Linked DNA regions of Mus musculus: region 2 is linked to region 1. Evidence: chromatin contacts called from public HiChIP or PLAC-seq data. All regions are on one chromosome and are shown on one strand. Each heading gives the region's core, a stretch centred on a gene start, on an enhancer-like site or on the middle of the called end of the contact. The rest is flanking DNA. Distances are from core to core; before and after follow the strand shown.

Evidence for each region. HiChIP or PLAC-seq counts read pairs in DNA pulled down with a chosen protein or histone mark.
Region 2: a contact with region 1 is called in an H3K4me3 HiChIP or PLAC-seq map of embryonic stem cells, with 14 read pairs. The contact joins the promoter of Lhx3 here to the promoter of Notch1 in region 1. A contact is called at or near these places in 7 of 39 promoter capture datasets (cranial neural crest, embryonic stem cells, epiblast stem cells and 1 more) and 2 of 115 datasets of contacts at active chromatin or transcription factors (both in embryonic stem cells).

What each region holds. Positions count from the first base shown.
Region 1 is chr2:26,501,320-26,506,724 of GRCm38.p6, reverse strand. It overlaps Notch1 (notch 1), which reads left to right and starts at 2,903. Exons shown (of 34, transcript NM_008714.3): 1 at 2,903-3,227; 2 at 4,766-4,844. The coding sequence starts at 3,167. It overlaps Gm35978 (predicted gene, 35978), which reads right to left and starts at 2,798. Exons shown (of 2, transcript NR_132655.1): 1 at 1,896-2,798; 2 at 1,378-1,561.
Region 2 is chr2:26,203,431-26,208,835 of GRCm38.p6, reverse strand. Lhx3 (LIM homeobox protein 3) reads left to right here and starts at 2,261. Exons shown (of 6, transcript NM_001039653.2): 1 at 2,261-2,491; 2 at 4,715-4,886. The coding sequence starts at 2,398.

The DNA.
Region 1 (5,405 bases), core at 1,654-4,153:
TCCCTAAGTTATGTGTCAATCAGCAAGCCTTTCTGGGTATTTGGTACTGAGACCCAGCAGGGCCAGGACCTTCCACAGAGACCCAAGCAGACAAGGTATCACCAAGGCTTAGCTGACAAGGGTTTTTGGGAAGAAAGCCCAGAACTGAGAGGGCATCTTGCAAGACAGGGGTCCTGGAATGTGCTTTCACACTGGCACAGCTGGGGTAACCAACACCAGTCACAAGGGAGCCAGCCCTGGCCTGCCTGTCTGGAACAACAGTTCAGGCCATTGAAAGCACATATGGAGATATAGTCAAACCTCTGAAAAATGTTCAAAGCAGTACTTAAAGTAGAAAGAGTAGACTGGAAGCTACTGACTTAGTAGGGGGAAAACTGAGGCCTAGAGCCTTGAAGGGCCCAAAGTAAGCTAGTCAGTTAGTAGCTATGATTCAGAGTCCAGGGATCCAGCTCAGGGGTCCACCAGAAGACAGACACGCTGTGGTGGACACAGTGGTCAGAAGGAAGCACCCTTTAGGTTGGACACTTCTTGGATCGCTAAGTCCAAGCGTTGTAAGCAGTGGGATTCCGAGGGTGGTGATCTGGAATGTTCCTGTAGCTGCCTGTTCTGACAGCACCCCACTCAGGACAGAACACTCACACCCTGGACCACTTCATGCTTGCACCCCTTCCCTGTGTTGTCCTCTTTGTCACTCCACCCAAGCATACCATGTGCCCTGAACTGGCTTGACTGACAGTTACTCTCCTAGGGACATCTCTGAGCCTCTCCTGAGAACTGGGTAGTCTCATTCTACCTGCACCCTAACTTCTGGGTCCCACAAGGCACAAGGTGAGATCCTGCAGGAGGGAGAGGCACCTGTAGCCCAGGCTCCGGAGGCCTAACCCCCCTGGTACTCCTGGGACTCTATGCTGCCCATCATACCTGCATACAGACCTGCTCCCTCCAGGACAACCAGGCCATGCTGGTCTGCATTCATGATGCGATGCAGATGCAGGTGGTTACAATGTTACAGGTCTATCAGCAACAGAACATCTGAGGCTGAGTGAGTATTTAGCAGGAAGAGTGACAGCTTTGGTTTTGGTGTGTGTGTGTGTGTGTGTGTGTGTGTGTTGTGTGTGTGTGTGGTGTTGTTGTTGCTGTTGTTTCTGTTGGTTGGCTGGTTGTTTTTACCCTCCAAGCCCTTTTCCTGGTAGACACAGGACTAGAAGGACCAATATCTCCTGTCTACTGTGTGAAACAGCTTCACACCCACTTGCCAAGAACTTGAGCCCTGCCCCCCACCCAGGCCATTTTTCTGGCTCAGCTGTCCCAGGGTTCCACAGCTAAGTTCTCCTGCCTGTGTGGTTGGCCTCTACTTATAAAAAGAGCCAACAAGTGTTTGTGTTCAGCTGGTCTGCTGTGCAGCCATACTCATTGCTAGACAAAGACAGTGGAAGAGATACAGACACCCATGGACAGACGGGATGGCAGGTAGGCAGATGTCGCCAGGTCAGCGCAGGTCTCCAGACTCCAGAAGGATAAGGCCTTCTTTGTATCCAAGTCAGGCTGCCTGCTGACAAAGCTGGAATATAGTCGACACATAAGCAGTTAGAGGCCTTCAGGACCCATCTCAGAAGAGGCACTTGCAGTCAGGCGTTCCTTCTATGGAACTGCTCTCTGGAGCTGCAGATCTCTTATATAAATATTTCTGTAGCATTGGGCGCTTTTTCTCTCGGGTACTGACCCCATGCTGCTAACCCCCAGGCTTGAGGCCAGTTTCTGAGAGGAGCAGGAGATGGGGGCTGGACAGCTGTTGGCACTGGCCCTTTAGTGCCTTTCAGGAACAGGTGTGTCAAGGGAGATGGGAGGGTCCTAGGACAATATAATCTGGGGCCCTTATTCCTTGTTGAACTCACCACCGTGTTTTAGGATGGGGAGGTGTTGTTCGTTCCAGATTCCATTGAACTTTAACTGCAAAGGGATAAGGAAGGCATCTTGGACGCCCAGTGCTAAGCAGCTTAGCACAGGATGTCCAAACATCAAGGTGGAGATAAAGCATGAGAGGCTGTGTTGACGCTAGCAGTCATTGTACTGGAACTCTGCACTTTCCCAGGCCACCTAAGTCGGACACAGCCAGGGACCAGTGAGAAGGGTGACCGTGGAACGTCTAGACTCGGGTTCCTGCTGGGAATCGAGAGCGCAATCTGTCCAGCAAGGCACTAGTCCTTGGGGAGTTCCCTTAGGGAGCCCCGAACTCCCTTCTACAGAGGCTGCGGGCGCGACGCCATCATCGTTTAAGGTCAAGCGTTCCGGAAGTCATGGCTAAGAGTGCCTGGCCTCAATCCTCCTGATGCCTATAGCCGAGACCAAACAGCTCCCAGGAGTGGAGCCCTAGGGACAGGACACGCGCAACGCTGCCAGGGCGCCACATTTAAACTCCTGCCCCAGGATTCCCCCCAAACTTGACTTCAGCTGCTCCTGCCCACGGTCCTAGACCTAACTCCAGGATGGAGCTGGTTCCCCGTGCAGCTTTCCTTTCCCACAAGACCCGTACCTCCTCTACTATTGAAATGCAAATTCTGGCCAAATGTCGCAGAGGGCGGCTACACACAAAGCCTGATCCTTCCGCAGCGCCAGCTCAAACTTTTGGTCTCTGTAAACTTTCGAACAAGAAGTAGTTCCTAGATGCCCATTCCATACACCCCTCCATTCCTCCTTGTCTTGCGAACCATAAGATCCTTAGATCCTGGCTCGGGACGCGCTCCCTAGCCCGGACAGGCGCAGAACCCACCAAAGCGCTGGGAGGGACAGGGTCCACAAGGGGGTAAGGGTTCGCAGGAACCAGGGGCGGAGCCCGCTGGGATGGGGCGGGGCAGGGGCGGGCCCCCATAGGGGCGGAGCGCCCGCCCGCTCAGAGCCTCACTAGTGCCTCTGCCGCGGGAGGGAGCGCAGGGGCGTGGGGCGCAGGGCGCGGGCGCTGGGCGCGGGTGCGAGCGCAGTGAAGGAACGAGCCCGGGTGCCTTGTAGGGCCCAGCGCCGCTGAGAGCCCAGCGCCGCCCACCCGCCAGGAAAGAGGGCATCAGAGGGTGGACGCCTGCGGGACCGCCGGTGGTGTGCGTCAACGTCCGATCCCCGCCGGCCACCCCAAGAGGCCGCCGCCCGGGCTGCGGGCAGCTGGCGAGCAGGCATGCCACGGCTCCTGACGCCCTTGCTCTGCCTAACGCTGCTGCCCGCGCTCGCCGCAAGAGGTAGGCTCCCGCGAGCCCGCAACTTCGGGCGCCTTTCAGAAACTTCTGTTGCGCCCTGCGCACGCTTTGGGTAGATAGGAGTAAGGGACCAGCTGCCAGAGTTGAGAGCCAGAGCGGGTGGACGGGACCGTGGGACCTGGTGTCCTGGCGTGTGAGGAGGACCCTTCTCTTTCCAGGGGTACCCACTTTTCTCATAGCGCCCAAAGACGCTGGAAGTGTGGTATGGGGCCCCGGAGGCCCAACCCTGGCTCGCACTTGGGTAGACGCTCCTGGGGCTCGCCGCGGGGGCGGACATGCTGCTTGCGCCTCTACTTTTCGATTTGAATCGAATCGGTTTTGGTTTCCTGTTGCTTCTTGGGACCATTTATTTTCATTCTTCTTTGCCTCCGGCCCGTGCTAGGGCGGATGTTGGGGTGCAGTGTGAGGTCAGGGGCGCTATACTCTCGTTGCTTACTTAGAGCGGGGCAGAGACGATGTGCCCTGGACTCCTAGTATGGGGTTTTGGGATCGCTGTCCCCTAGCCGGAATCAAACTTTCGAAGAGGGGCGATGTGCAGGCGGCTTGCTGCCTAGGGTGGGCGTGGGACTGACTCATTTCGGAAGTTTGAAAATCCTGTGCTGATTGGAACGGGAGCCGGAGAGGGGAGCCCTTATTTCCCTTCCGGCTTCACAGAACGGGGTACTCCTGTTGTAGTAACCAACTGCACTCTTCTCCCAGTAATCGAAGGAGAGAACTGCCTGCCCTTTCCTTAAAAGTGGGGTTTTATGTGACGCTCGAGCTCAGCCCTACATCGAGGCTTAATTTTTAGAGCTCTTTAAGATGGCGTGGGAGGGGCTTGATTAATAATAGCCCCTTCCCGAGAACGGGGTGGAATTCCTTCTAAGTGGGGTTTCTAAGACCCCCTCCCTGGGTGCGGCGGGGGCTGCCCCTGGAGATGCCTGCGAACAGGTATTGGGTGTCGGAGTAGGCGGGGCAGGTCTCCGGGTGCGGCCCCGCTGCCCCAGGAGGCGGCCCTGGCGCGACAATGGGCCGCTCTGATTCCCGGGCCGGCGCTTTGTTGGAGGGCGGGGTGGCGGGCTCCGCAGCTGTCGCTTTTTCCCACGATCCGGGGAGCTGAGTGTGGCCACCCCCTCCCTCCTGCGGTCCCCTCGTATCTTGTGTTTGAACTGAGGCAAGGGTGGAGGCTTGTCGGGGGGCTTTGCTGGGCACCTTAATCCCCTCCCACTTTGGCTGTGTGGTTAGAAGTTTGGGAGAATTTGCTAAGTCTTTCTGTTGCCGTCCACTTCGCCTCACTATGAGTGGGGCGGTACACCTGCCACCTAGCCAGCCTATCCTTTCCCCACTAGTTTTTGACTACAATACTGTGAGCAGAACATTGATTCGTAAGCCGCCCCCCCCACCGCGTCCCGCACCCCCTCAGGACTGCCAATAACTCTAGTGCATAGGCACCATGGCTTTAATCTCCGTCCACCATCAGGACTATAAGGAGTTAGGTGCCCAGAACCAAGCCTGACCTCTCTCTTCTGACCTTCCCCCAGGCTTGAGATGCTCCCAGCCAAGTGGGACCTGCCTGAATGGAGGGAGGTGCGAAGTGGCCAACGGCACTGAAGCCTGTGTGTGAGTACCGCCCCTGAGGGGACCTGTTGCTTTTGTCAGAGCAGAGCCCCTGCCTTCTGGGGACAGAACACTGGGCTATTGTCTTCGGAAGACAGCCCCGAGGCTGAGTGCAGTCACGTGCTGACTTTTATTGGACAAAGTCTGGCAATTACTTAATCACCAGCAATTATGCCGCGTGTGGAGCTACTCTGGCCCCTGGAGGTTGGCACACTCCTTCGTGGGCCCTCAGGCTCCTGGGAATTCTTGGTGCCCTAGTTCTTATTTAAAATGCTTGAGAAACAGTTGTTTTGGATGATGAGCATTCGTTCTGGGACACTTACCGAGAGAGTCTGAGACCCCCACCCCCTGTCACCTGGGATCCCTCTTCCTGAGCAGGAGTGCACTAGGAAGGAAATTGACCCGTGTTGTTGGTTTGTGTTCTGGTTTTGTTGGTGGTGCTTTTTGTTTTTTTTTGTTTGTTTGTTTTTTTGTATCAGGATCTCACTATGTAGCTCTGGCTGTCCTCAAACTCACTATATAGACCTTGAACTCAGGAATCTGCCTGCCTCTGCCCAGTGAAAA
Region 2 (5,405 bases), core at 1,012-3,511, 300 kb after region 1:
CCATCTGTGCCCAGCCTGGGGCAGATTGCCCTGCAGGCACCTGGGAACTTCTGCTCAGGACCCTTCAGCTCTTCAGTAGCTGGTGGGTTTGCATGCATGAGCCTTTTCTGGAAATAGGGGTTGGAGAAAAGGGACTAAAATCTGCCTTCAGAGTACTGGATGCAGGTGGTTGAGTTCGTAGTTGGAGGCTTCTGACCTGTGCCTGCAAGCAAAAGGCCTTTGGACCCAGAATCTATTCCACGGAGTGGGTGAGGAGTGCAGTCCCAGGCTAACAGCTCAGAGGCTCCCAAACCTGAGTACTATGAACGTGGCACCTCTAGCCAAGGCCCAGAGCCCACGACAGCAAGTTGGAGCCACTATGCTACTCTGTAACAGGTAAAGGAAGGTCCAGAGAAAAGGCTACCTCGAATTATAAACTAGTCAGACCCAGCCCTAGAGTGACGCCAGCCTGACTCCGCCTGCCCAGGCCTGGAAGGGGCCAAGGGCGGGGACAGAGGAGGGGCGGGGCAGGCTTGTGAAGGTCCCCAGCACGCTGGTGCCTCCTTCAGCACCGCGGACAGCGCCAGCCCAGCGAGTGGGCCAAGGCCTGAAAGAGGTCCAGCACTTCCAGGAACACCCCGCACGAACCACTGGATTAGTGACTGCCATGCTGCTAGAAGCAGAACTCGATTGCCACCGAGAGAGGCCCGGTGCCCCTGGAGCTTCTGCCCTCTGTACCTTCAGCAGGACTCCAGGTAAGAGCCATTGCAACCTACAAGTCTCCATGCCAGGCAGGAAAAAGAGAAGAGACAGAATGCAGAGGGGTGACCAGGAGGGAGTGACTGCGGAGAAAAAAAGTACAAGGTGACAGCAGGCAGGAGAACAGGAAAGCTACAGGGTCAACAGTGACCAGAAAGGCCTGGGGCTGGTCCTAGAGATTGAATGTCCCACAGCTTCCAGAACTGCTTTGGCTTGCAGCAAGAATCCCCAGGCCAAGTCTCCCGCTTGAACTCTGATTCCCCAAGGGCCATTTCACTGCCACGGACGTTGGGAAATAATGGAGGCATTGTTGGCGGCAAGCCAGATGCCCAACAGTGTGGAGCCGCCCCTTCCCTAGTCTAGCCATACATGGCCCCCGCCCCACTGCCCTCTGCAGCAGCTGACACTCAATGGCTCACATCTCAGCTCACCCAGCACCCATTTCACTCCAAGCTAGTGTTCCCTGACCTCGGAATAACAAGTACAGAGCAACATGAAGGGACGGCTGCAGGCACAGGGCTCTTTCCGAGGCAGCAGCTGTGCTGGGACCAAGTGGAGAATCTTGCGTTCTTTCATTCATCCTTCCCATTCTGGGGTCTGATCGGTCACAGTCCTAGGGATGGAGGCAGAACAGGACAAGAAGAGGAACCAGGAGGGTGGCAGCAACCTGCTGATTCTGCAAACACTTCTAGGGTGTCCCTAATTGTTACCAGGGCACTATACCCTGCTGGATTCTAGTTCCTACCAGGAACTGCATAGGTCTGGCGCTGTCTCCTGGCTGGGTAGTAGGAGCCCTCAGTGAGGGCTCATGCAAGGATAGGATGATGGGTTCTGGTGGGCTCACCTGTTCGAATGGGGATGAGATGTGGAAATCCAGGTGCAGGGATTGTTCTAAGGAATTGGGGTGGGGAAGTAAGGGTAGATCTCAGGGCTTCCGCAGCTCAACCCTTTTCTGGCCTAGAGTCTTGGTGTGTTCCCGCAGAGGACACCGGATCTGAGGTCCTAAGAATCGTTCCTTCTCGCTGTACTGGCTCCAGGAGGCACTTCTAGTGGTGGGGTCCAGAGTGTCAGAGTTGGGGGACCTTCAAATCGAGCTCCTCGTAGCTCTACTGTGGCTTCTTTGCCACCACGTTCCCTCGCGATGGCTATCAGGTTGCCCTTCTGCTGACCAGGTGTGGTCTCAATGCTGTCCAGCTCCGGTTCAGAGTCTAAACGTGAGCAAAGAGAACGCAGTTCCCTCCCTGCCGCTTCCCTCGGGACCTCAGCCTTCCGGGAGGCTTAGCGAACTTGCTTGGGGCAGGGGCGAGCATCTGTAGGAAGCCTTGAGTGGTTACTGCGCTGTCTCCGTCCTCGGGAAGTGCAAGCCAGACGGCTTCTAGGCACCTCGGTTCCGGCTGAAAGGTGCACAGTCTCCAGTGGCCTCCAGTGGCCCCGGGAGCGTCTCTGCGACCCCCGGCCCAGCCCCGCCCCGCGGCCCCGCCCCCCACCGCTCCGCCCTCCGCGGGCCCGAGGCTTGGCGCCCAGAGGCCTCCCGTGGGCACAGCGCCCAGCAGCGACACGAGTCGCTCCGACGCCAGCTCGGAGTCCCTGCAACGGTGGCCTCGCCAGACCCAGGGGAAGTTCAGGGTCGGAGGGCGGCAGCACCAGGCACCTGGCCCCATGGAAGCTCGCGGGGAGCTGGACCCGTCCCGGGAATCCGCGGGCGGAGACCTGCTGCTGGCGTTGTTGGCGCGAAGGGCTGACCTGCGCCGAGGTGGGTGCCCGACGGAGAGGCTGCACTGAACAGGCCCAGATGTCCTCGGCTTTTTCTGGCCCTTGTGCGGAGGCCAGCAGAAGCCAAGGTATCTGGACAAGGGTGTGTCTGAGGGGCTCTGACATGGCTAAGCAAAGGCATCTCAAACCTCCAAAGTGTGTGGCCCTCCTGGTGCTGTGTTGTCCTGGCTTTGGGAGCCCTTGGTGATCCAGGAACGGTTTAGGAGACCTTTTGCAGCTCTGAGCTGGCTGAGGCCCCTGAGCTGGAGGGAGCATGTGAAGATGTTTCAGGACTCAGGAATCAGGGAGCAGGAGTTTCTCCTTAGGAACTGCCTTCACTCAGTTCCTTTCCCCCCATTTTCAGCGAGATCAGGTCTGGGTCATGCTGAACTCATCTCCCCTGAGTCGAGTCTTAGTGTCTGCACCGGCAGTTTACCACTAGGCTGGTGGTCAAGACGCGATTACAGGGAAAAGTGGAACTTGTCCGGGCCCCCAGTTTCTTGATCGTACCAGTCTTTTTGCAGGGCTTTGGTTCTGGGGAATAAAAGCGCTCTCCGTTTTCAAGCTGAGAGTATAACAGGATAGGAAAAGAGGAAGTTAGGCTGGCAGAAGGTCTGTCGAAGCAAGTGGGAAAAGGATTCTATGCAGACTGGGGGTATCGGATATGGCCTACTTGCTTATTTATTTATTTATTTATTTATTTATTTATTTTCCAATGGTTTATGGGATGGGTTACCCGCAGGAGCTGGGAGGAAGAGATGGGAGGGGGGATGAGAAAGGGAGGGAGGAAAGCTTGGTAAGCTAGGCTCCAGAGAGAGTTCTGTGAGGCTTGCTAGAGCACTGTTGGCTCCCGAGGCTCCACTGGGCCCTCCAACTCTGTGTAGGAAACTGTACTGAGACTGGAGTTCACCATGCCACGTAAGCAAGAGGAGATCGAGGGTGGCTTCACTGGGAGGCTTGACGGTGGCGACGGCTTTTGTAGGAAGCGGGTGTCCCCGTGTCCCTGCTGTGGGCTTCTTGGCCGAGGCGCTGTCCGTGCCTGGGTGCTGAATTTGCAGTGTTTGGCCTGTCTAGCCACCTCACTCTCTTCTGGGTATCCTTGTGGCCTTACGACGGCTCTGGTGGTGCTCTGGTACAGCTACAGTCGATCTCCACGTCCACACTTGGAGATGTGGTTTTGCTCAGGGTGGGACAGCATCCATCGCAGGCTTGTGCCCAGTGCTGGAGGGAGGTGGGGCAGTCCTTTTCTAATTCCTCCCACCAGTGGAGGCCAGCCTGAAGCTAGTTGTTTGCAGCTAGAGATGTAAAGACACTTGTGTGGGTATGAAGTGAGTGGGCCCTGGGTGCTGCACATGCATCTCCTTTTTCTAGTAACCTTTCCTAAATGGCGGGGATCTCCTTATCCCATGAACCAGTCTTATCCCACCAGCCCCTAAGACGAGATTACACCTTTAGATTTTTCCCACCCAGTTTCCCTGAGGCCTGCAGTCTTTGGGGGATGAGAACTCAGATGCTAGAAGAATTGGTGGTGTAGAGAGTTGAAGTCATCTACCGTGCACTGCAGTTCACACCTTAACAGCAGATCTCTCACATATACATACATACATACATACATACATACATACATACATACATACATATGAAAGCATATGTGTGTGTTCAAAAAACCATAGCCAATGAACTCATAAATACCTGCTGCCATTCAAGTGAGGACAGCATCCACCTATTCATACCTCAGGCAGGGGCCAGCGCTGGACAGCCTCACTTTGCTGGAACTCTGCAAAGGCGATGAAGTTCCATGTGTGGTCTTTTGCCCTTGCTGATAAGGACATGTCTTTCTTTCTTTCTTTCTTTCTTTCTTCTTTTTTCCCCCGGCTTTCCAGATCACCCCAAGAGTGGGGTTTTCGTTTGAGATGGACATGACCTGTCTGGCACTGGCACTTTGTAGAGCTTACAGGACAGCCCAGTCACTTTCCTGCTGTGGACACCTTTCTATACCTATTTCACTTTCCCTTGGCTGCAGTGCGACTGAGGGATGCTGCAGGATACAGTACCTGAGCACTACTCTCACTGGGGAGCCCGGTGGCCCCAAATGCCTACAGGAGACAGTGGCAGAAAAGCCGATCCTTGCACACCCCTAAGGCCTGCAGGCTGACCAAGCTGATGAAAAGGCCATCGCTCATTGTTTGTGGTCCCATGACCTGGCTTATTCTTGTATCCACAGAGATCCCGATGTGTGCAGGCTGTGACCAGCACATCTTGGACCGTTTCATCCTTAAGGCTCTGGACCGACATTGGCACAGCAAGTGTCTCAAGTGCAGTGACTGCCACGTCCCTCTGGCTGAGCGCTGCTTCAGCCGCGGGGAGAGCGTCTACTGCAAAGACGACTTCTTTAAGTAAGCTGGCTGGGCTGCCGAATTGCTTTCACAGTTGGGGAAGAGTAGAAGAGGGCAGGGTTGGCAGAAAACAGGCTGCGGGTGAGCGCCATACCTAGGTCCCTACCCAAATAGGGCACCCTGAAGTCTGGCCAAGCTCAGGTTTGGGTTTCCCGTGACATCTTTAAAAATATTTTTTTATTTTATGTGTATATATGTGAGTGGCTACATATTCATACTGTGCACCGCATACATTCCCGGTGTCCTCAGAAGATTGAAAGGGCATCGGATTCCCCGCAACTGGAATTACAAATGACTGTGAGTGCTAGGAATGGAGCTCAGACCCTCTGGAAGAGCAGTCAGTGTTCTTAACCACCCAGCCCAGCCGAATCTGCAGCCCCAACATTATTACTTTTTACAGTAGTTTGTTTTATAATCCATAAAAGCAGTTGTTAGGTTAAAACAAAATTAACCCAAATTTGTAGAATTGTATGAGACTTACTCTCCCTCTTAAAATGTGTTTTTGTTCCTTAAATGTCT